Linked DNA regions of Mus musculus: region 1 is linked to region 2. The links are chromatin contacts, called in public HiChIP or PLAC-seq maps. All regions are on one chromosome and are shown on one strand. Each heading gives the region's core, a stretch centred on a gene start, on an enhancer-like site or on the middle of the called end of the contact. The rest is flanking DNA. Distances are from core to core; before and after follow the strand shown. Region 1 overlaps Galk2 (galactokinase 2). Region 2 overlaps Atp8b4 (ATPase, class I, type 8B, member 4).

Region 1 (3,305 bases), core at 339-2,838, 480 kb after region 2:
TTCTGACTGGACTTAAGGCTTGCTCCAGCCTGTACTTGGAGTGATTACTGGGTCCAAGAACCTAATGCTAGACAGGCTTTAGGCCCTGGGGGAGAACTTACTCTATTATTCTGCTGAATAGACATAGTACTAAACCAATTTCTAATTATTTAGTATTATTGTATCCATAAATTACTACATCTCTCAATTCATACCAGAAAAACTTCCTTCTCCAATAGAGGCAAAGACCCACAATTTGTCAAGTTGACAACAGTAAAAGGCTGTAGAATTCTCAGCATTAATGGGACATCTTATCATAATCCTTCTTCCCAATGCTCACTGAGAAAGAAGAGGTGGAGAGAATCTAAGAGCCAGAGGCAGTACAGGACTAAAATGAAACCGTGGTTTCCAAACACAACATAGTAGTTGTGAGATCAACTCACAGCAGTGTGACAGCAAGCCACACAACACCTGTGTAAGCTCAAGTCAGATAAAATCTCAGCATGGAAAGGGGAGGTGGGCGTGATGTTCCTCCCCTACCTAAGAAGTGATTGGCAATTGACAACTGCTGGGAAATGTAGTAAATTTTCTTGAAGTCAAATTTAAGAGTGTGGCCCCTGGTCATTCAACCATGCTCCAGTGTATGGCCAAACCCTCCAAGAAAAATAGGACTCAGTGGGTTTAGTTGGGGTTTGTAGTTTAGAGTATTGGTGTCGTCGTTACTTTTGGTTCAGTTTGGTTTGGTTTTTGAGGCAGAATCTTACAATGTCACAACTGCTAGCCTGAAACTCATTATGTAGACCAGGCTGACCTCTGCTTCCCCAATAATGGGGGGATTAAAGGCATATACTGCCACCCAACATGAACTTCAGGGTTTAAAAAAAGACAAATTTGGCTGGTTAAGGGGTGGAGTGTGATTACTATCAAAAGACACGCCATTAAATTCTCCAAGAACTAACTGAGAAAAAGGAACTGTGCCTGCTTTTAAGCAAATTAAGTCTTATTTATGAGAAAATTTGGTTTTTAAAATGTGTTTTAGCTATATCATCTTGGAAAGCAATATGTACCAAGTAGCCAAATTCAGTTGCCAATTTCAATGGCACATATGGAGTTATACAATTAAATTCCAATGTATTTCAACTAGATGTGATGGCACATGATCATTATTAGCACCTAGGAGATACAGGCTGGAGGGTGGCAATTTTGAGGCATTCTAGACCAGTTCCAGGCCAGCCTAGGGTACACACAAGGTCCTCAGGAGACATCCGCAATAATAAGAGGCTCTGAATTTGATTAAAAACCTCAGCTACAAAAGACATGCCCTCTCTTCTAGTCAGCTCTCTGAAGACATTCCCCAAAGGGCCTGGCAGTCTCACTACTGTTTCAGAGATACAGGCTAGCTCCGGATTCTTCCTGTGTCTTTAGAAGGGAGCAGTCACAACACGAAGCTGTCACATGCATCACACTTGTTCCAGGTCACTGTGGCTCTGGCAGAGAGGCTAGAATTCCGTGTTAAGAGCCAGAAAATAAAGTTGTATATGTCTGGAGTCTCCTCAGGACACCAGCACTTACTCATCAACCTCAAGGTAGAAACAGCAGTGAGTAATCCCTCAGGGAGAACCCTGGGGCTGCCACCTCCCAAAGAGGAAGTGTGTCCCAGCAGGAAATGGTCATTGAACAAGCACTGCTTCTGCTCCATCTGTGTACTGCCAAGGTGCTATGAAGCTTAATATTACATCTCCCTTCACAATTTTAATAATTATCTCAATGAGTAGACTAAAATTTAGAAATTTAAATCTTTATTTAAAAAAAAAAAAGAAGTTCAATCCCCAAATTTTCCAGGAAGAAAAAAACAAAACAACAAAAACTTACTTTTCCTAAATTGCTGTAGCTGTACTCTTTGAACTTGACAGCCTTATAAAGCAGGAGTCAAATAGAAGACTCTATGAGAGCTACGGATGCTTTCATAGTAAGTCAATAGGAGTCAGTTTATTACCCCACCCAGTTAGTAAAATAATAGCAGAAATAGATGATGATCACTGCAGAGTCCCACAACTGATAGAGGTGCAGAGAATAGCAGACTTTGGAACACTCATCCCTAAATACTACATCGGTATCACACCCTCCTGCCAAGGCTGGGGGATTACTGCAGAAGAGAAAGCATAGCCAGGGGCAGAGGACGACTACAAGTCAACAGTGCTTTCCGGAAATGGGCATTTGTTTAACATGTCTCTCCACTTCCACATTCTGTTTTACCTGAGATATGAACTGCATCCATCTTGTTAATTTTTGTGTCCCTAACTGGCTGACATGAGCCTAGGATGAACATCTATTAAATGAAGGAATGACTACTCTGTCCCAATTCTTTCTCTCTACAAGTATGGGGATCCCTCTACATACCTAAGAAGTATAAGTGCTACAAACTGTAGCGAGATCTCTGCTTACCTTATAAATAAGGAAGTAAGGCTTCTTTGAGGGTCATTTAGAAATATTTCAAAGAAGGCTAAATAAAAACAAAACAAAACTGTACTGAACATGTGGGAAGGCCCTTGAGGGTGGTAGCCATGCCCTTGTGACTGCAGGGGATACTAGGAGATGCTGAGGTAAGATATACCAGCCTTAGGCCTTACAGGGATAGTCAAGTATGGGGGAGGACACTTAATAAGAGATCAACAAATAGGGCTGGTTCCCATTAGAGAACTTTCACTAGCATGGTCCAGGAATCCTAAACTGCCAGTCTGGAATGCTGTAATCTAATACCATAGAACTTCAGCCTGGAGGCCTGTGGCCTGAGCCTTGGACCAGGACTGAACTATGCAGCCAGCACTTCCCTTATTTGCATGGCAGAGATTGCACAACTAAAAATTACATGGGTGCAGGTAAAGTACCCAGCCAGCCTGGACTGCCCTTCTCAGGACAGAGATTACAGGCCAGGAAAGGGCACACAAAGAAACTCACCCTAAGTCAACTAGTCTCCTAAATGGAGGAAGCCCAACCGATCCATCACCCCAGCTAACAGCCCCCCATGCTGTCGGTGGGACTGAAGTCCCTGCCTGGACCACTTCCTTCTTGAACTGTATACCATAAGTTACTTTTTCTGTGATGGTTCAAAGAGTGAATTCCTCCACTGCCTGACAGTTCCTTCCCAACTACTGGCTGCTCAACTCAGTTCAGTACAAGGCTTCTTTTACTTTATTCCAAAGCAATGGGGAACTTTGGGGCAGTGGTAAACAAAGGGGGAAGGGGGGAGAGGTACTTCATCAGGTAAAATGTCTAAGCCATCATGTCAGCCATCATTTGTAGAATGAGTGGGAAGAAGACAAACA
Region 2 (3,222 bases), core at 124-2,623:
TGTAGTTAAACCACCTTCTGCAGTGGGCGACTGTCAAAATTGAGATTTGGAACAGATATTTACCAGTTTATGTCCATTCATTCTTTTGTTCATTTATTTGTTTGGCAAATGTATATTTCATACAATGCTAAAGAGTCTGTGGGCTCGTCCCAAAGAGGCCTTTAATTAGGTGATTGCTAATGTACTCAGGCCCGGAACATGATGTTGATATAGGAACAAGCACTCACTGTATATTATAAGTTATCTTTTCAAATACATGCAGCCTTTGATGCATTTGTGAGACTGGCATATGTGTATGTAGGCAGATATGTGTGTGTGTGTGTGTGTGTGTGTGTGTGTGTGTGTGCGCGCGTGTGTACATATGTAGGTATGTGAGCAGATGAGTGTGCTTTTGTGTTTGTGTGTGCGTTGGGTGTCTTTCTCTATTGCTCTTGTTTGTTTGAGGAGAGTCTCTTACTGAGCCTACCCAATGAATCACATGAGCTGGTCTCTGCTTCCCAATAGTGGGATTACATGGTCACATGCTTCCATGCCTGTTTTTTTTTTTTAAACTTGGGTGTCAGACATCCTAACTCAGATCTACATTCTTGTGCAGCGAGTGCTTTAACCTTTGAACCATCTCCCCAACTTCATCTTGCTAGCCCCTGAAGGAAAAATTATCACTAACTTTAATTTGTACATAGGGAACCTGAGACTCAGGTAGATAGAATATTGCCTATGTCATGTGACTATTAAGTAGAGGAGTCAGAATGCAAACCAAAAGCTGATGGAAAATCCTGTTCTAAGAAAGAACACAAAACCATGGGCTCTAAACTACAACCTGGAACAGCATTAGACACAGAGGGCAGTGTATCACAGCTTAGCTTATGAGGGGACAGAAATGTTTAAAAGTAAGGTAAGCTGATTATGAGAAATCAAACTATCTCTATGTTTATTTCAAAATTATCAAAGTTCTCAGTGCCTTAGAATTTCGTCAGGATAAAGAATTTAGAGGTACTGTCCAAACACAGAGTAGGAGCAGGTTTTGGTAGATTTTCTGTTTATTTGAAAAGTTCCCATGCAAATAAATATTTTATCCATTTTAAATATCTGAAAAAATAATATGTAGTCTGTTGAACTTTATAAGAAAATATGTAATTTGATCTAATAATACTATAGTAATAAAGCATTTTAGTTTGACTCGGCTTTTCATGGTGTCTTATGGGAACCAAACAACATTTATAAACAAATACATGGAAATATTTGTTAATTGCATATTTGTAAACCAGATGTTTTTACACCTTGGGGGAAATCCCCTAATATACATGTGCTTGAATGTGTTCAAGAATCTTTTGTATATTGTTACTGACTGAACTGTGGTCTGTGTTTCGCAACTAGTGACTGTTAATACCATTTCTAAACCAGAGAAGGGTTGACTCTTTCGTTAGGAATCTTTGTGTATTTTGTGGTCTTTTCTGTAAAGAACAGCATGTGTGTAATTCAAACAAAGAAAAATGACATCTCTTGTTGGTTAAAATACACAAATAAGTAAATAACTGAGTTAATAAATACATGGGCTTGGTTAACACTTTGTGACTTTACAAAACTTACCTGAAAACTCTTCCAGTCAAGTGGACAGAAGTCCAGTCCTACACAACATAGCTTATACATGGGCCCATGGATCTCATTAACAGACATGAAGGACAATTTCCTTTTGACTGGTGGTACTAATATGGCCGTTGTGGTGTTAATGTTGGATGGCTTCTCAGTGTTGAGAAGGTTGTACAGGGGCTTGGCGTCCAAGAACTCAAATAGAATCATTTGGCTTTAGAGACTGTCTTTTTAAGGGAAAAGGTTATGACTGTCTTTTTAAGGGAAAAGGTTATTTCATTCATCAGCCTAACAGTAGTGGGTAATCGCCTAAATATTGAGAATTTCTTGGCTAGGGAAACTCTTGACCAGCAATAATGGCACCCTATCCAGTGTGCAGCCTGACCTGTGGAAGAGTTGCAGTGGACAATCAAGAGACATCACTAATAATATGCAGAAAAAGTAAAGCTAATTAGTTTTGGAAAATCTTGGGATATTTTGTACTAAAAATTTTTATTGGTAAACTCCATATTTCCTCTTTGAGTAAATAGTTTGAGAGACTTAACAAATTGGTAGTTAAGCAGTAATCCAGCAGGCTGAATTTGGAATTTAAAAATGCCAAGGAAAGTTCAAAATAAGAACTTGTAGATTTTGCTCAGTATAGGTTTCCCTGTGCCGTTATAGTGGATGAACTATAATCGATGTCTTTTCTTTAGAGGGGCAAATGAGATTAACTATTTTGATTATGATTACACTTTATGATTGAGGCTGCCCCCAACAACGTTTTATCATTTCCAGCTAAGATGACTATGTGAGAAATGATCCTGTTTCCCCCGAATGGCTTTCTCATACTTTGCAGCCATTTCCCATATCTTCCTCGGATGGAACTAAAAAGAAGAAAGCAGGACCCCAGGGCAGCCTCTCTTGGGTCTTAGGCTTTGTTGGTGGAAAATATTTTTGCTGGTTTCTGATAAGGTCACTGCCTGTTTTCATCATTCTACCTGGCTTATGTTACAGTTGGGTAATACTATTTGGTATTCAAATCCCAATTTCATGATTCCTGTCAAAATATACCTACCTTTTAATTTATCATAGATTTACTGTCCTCTCTCAGCCTCTTTCCTTTTGAAAGAAAATTATGCATCTGAGTATTTTATTTGCATGTATATAATGTATATACCATGCACGTATCTGGTGCTCTTATATGTAGAAGAAGGAATCAGATCCCCTGACACTGGAGTTAAAGCTGCCATGAGGGGCAGGAAACCGATATGTGTTCTCTGTAAGAGCAGCAAATGCTCTTAGCTACTGATTATCTGCCCAGCCCCTACAACTCCTTCCTTGAAACCGTTTTTGCTTGTATGTTTGTTTTTTTTCCGAGACGGGGTTTCTCTTTGTAGTCCTGGCTGTCCTGGAACCAAACCATTTTTTTTAAAAAAAACTATGTCTCCAATAATGTTTCCAATAAATATTTTTAGATTTTATTACATAGACAGTGCGGTAAGTTGTGGGAATGTGTGGAGATGAGTATAGTGTTTCCCACAAAGGAAACTGGTCAACCCTTTGGAAAGAGAGGAAGAGAAATGGGAACTTTCATATTTTATGCCAATAGAACTAAGAAATGGGGAGCAGCATTTCCTTTTTTCGTCGGGT

The links. HiChIP or PLAC-seq counts read pairs in DNA pulled down with a chosen protein or histone mark.
Region 1: an H3K27ac HiChIP or PLAC-seq map of the NIH/3T3 cell line shows a contact between it and region 2, with 6 times the contacts expected there. The contact joins two enhancer-like sites. A contact is called at or near these places in 3 of 484 Hi-C or Micro-C datasets (embryonic stem cells and liver) and 3 of 115 datasets of contacts at active chromatin or transcription factors (the NIH/3T3 cell line, embryonic fibroblasts and vascular smooth muscle cells).

Annotation. Positions count from the first base shown.
Region 1 is chr2:125,932,389-125,935,693 of GRCm38.p6, reverse strand. The region is part of intron 7 of Galk2 (galactokinase 2); the gene reads right to left. Among named protein-coding and RNA genes, the nearest start is that of Galk2, 68 kb to the right of the region's middle. Within about 2 kb of position 1,588, at least 46 of the 459 cell types and tissues checked have an H3K27ac peak or open chromatin away from gene starts, as enhancers often do. A contact at or near this core is called in the NIH/3T3 cell line, where this site is marked.
Region 2 is chr2:126,417,257-126,420,478 of GRCm38.p6, reverse strand. The region is part of intron 9 of Atp8b4 (ATPase, class I, type 8B, member 4); the gene reads left to right. Among named protein-coding and RNA genes, the nearest start is that of Atp8b4, 73 kb to the left of the region's middle. Within about 2 kb of position 1,373, at least 6 of the 459 cell types and tissues checked have an H3K27ac peak or open chromatin away from gene starts, as enhancers often do. A contact at or near this core is called in the NIH/3T3 cell line, where this site is marked.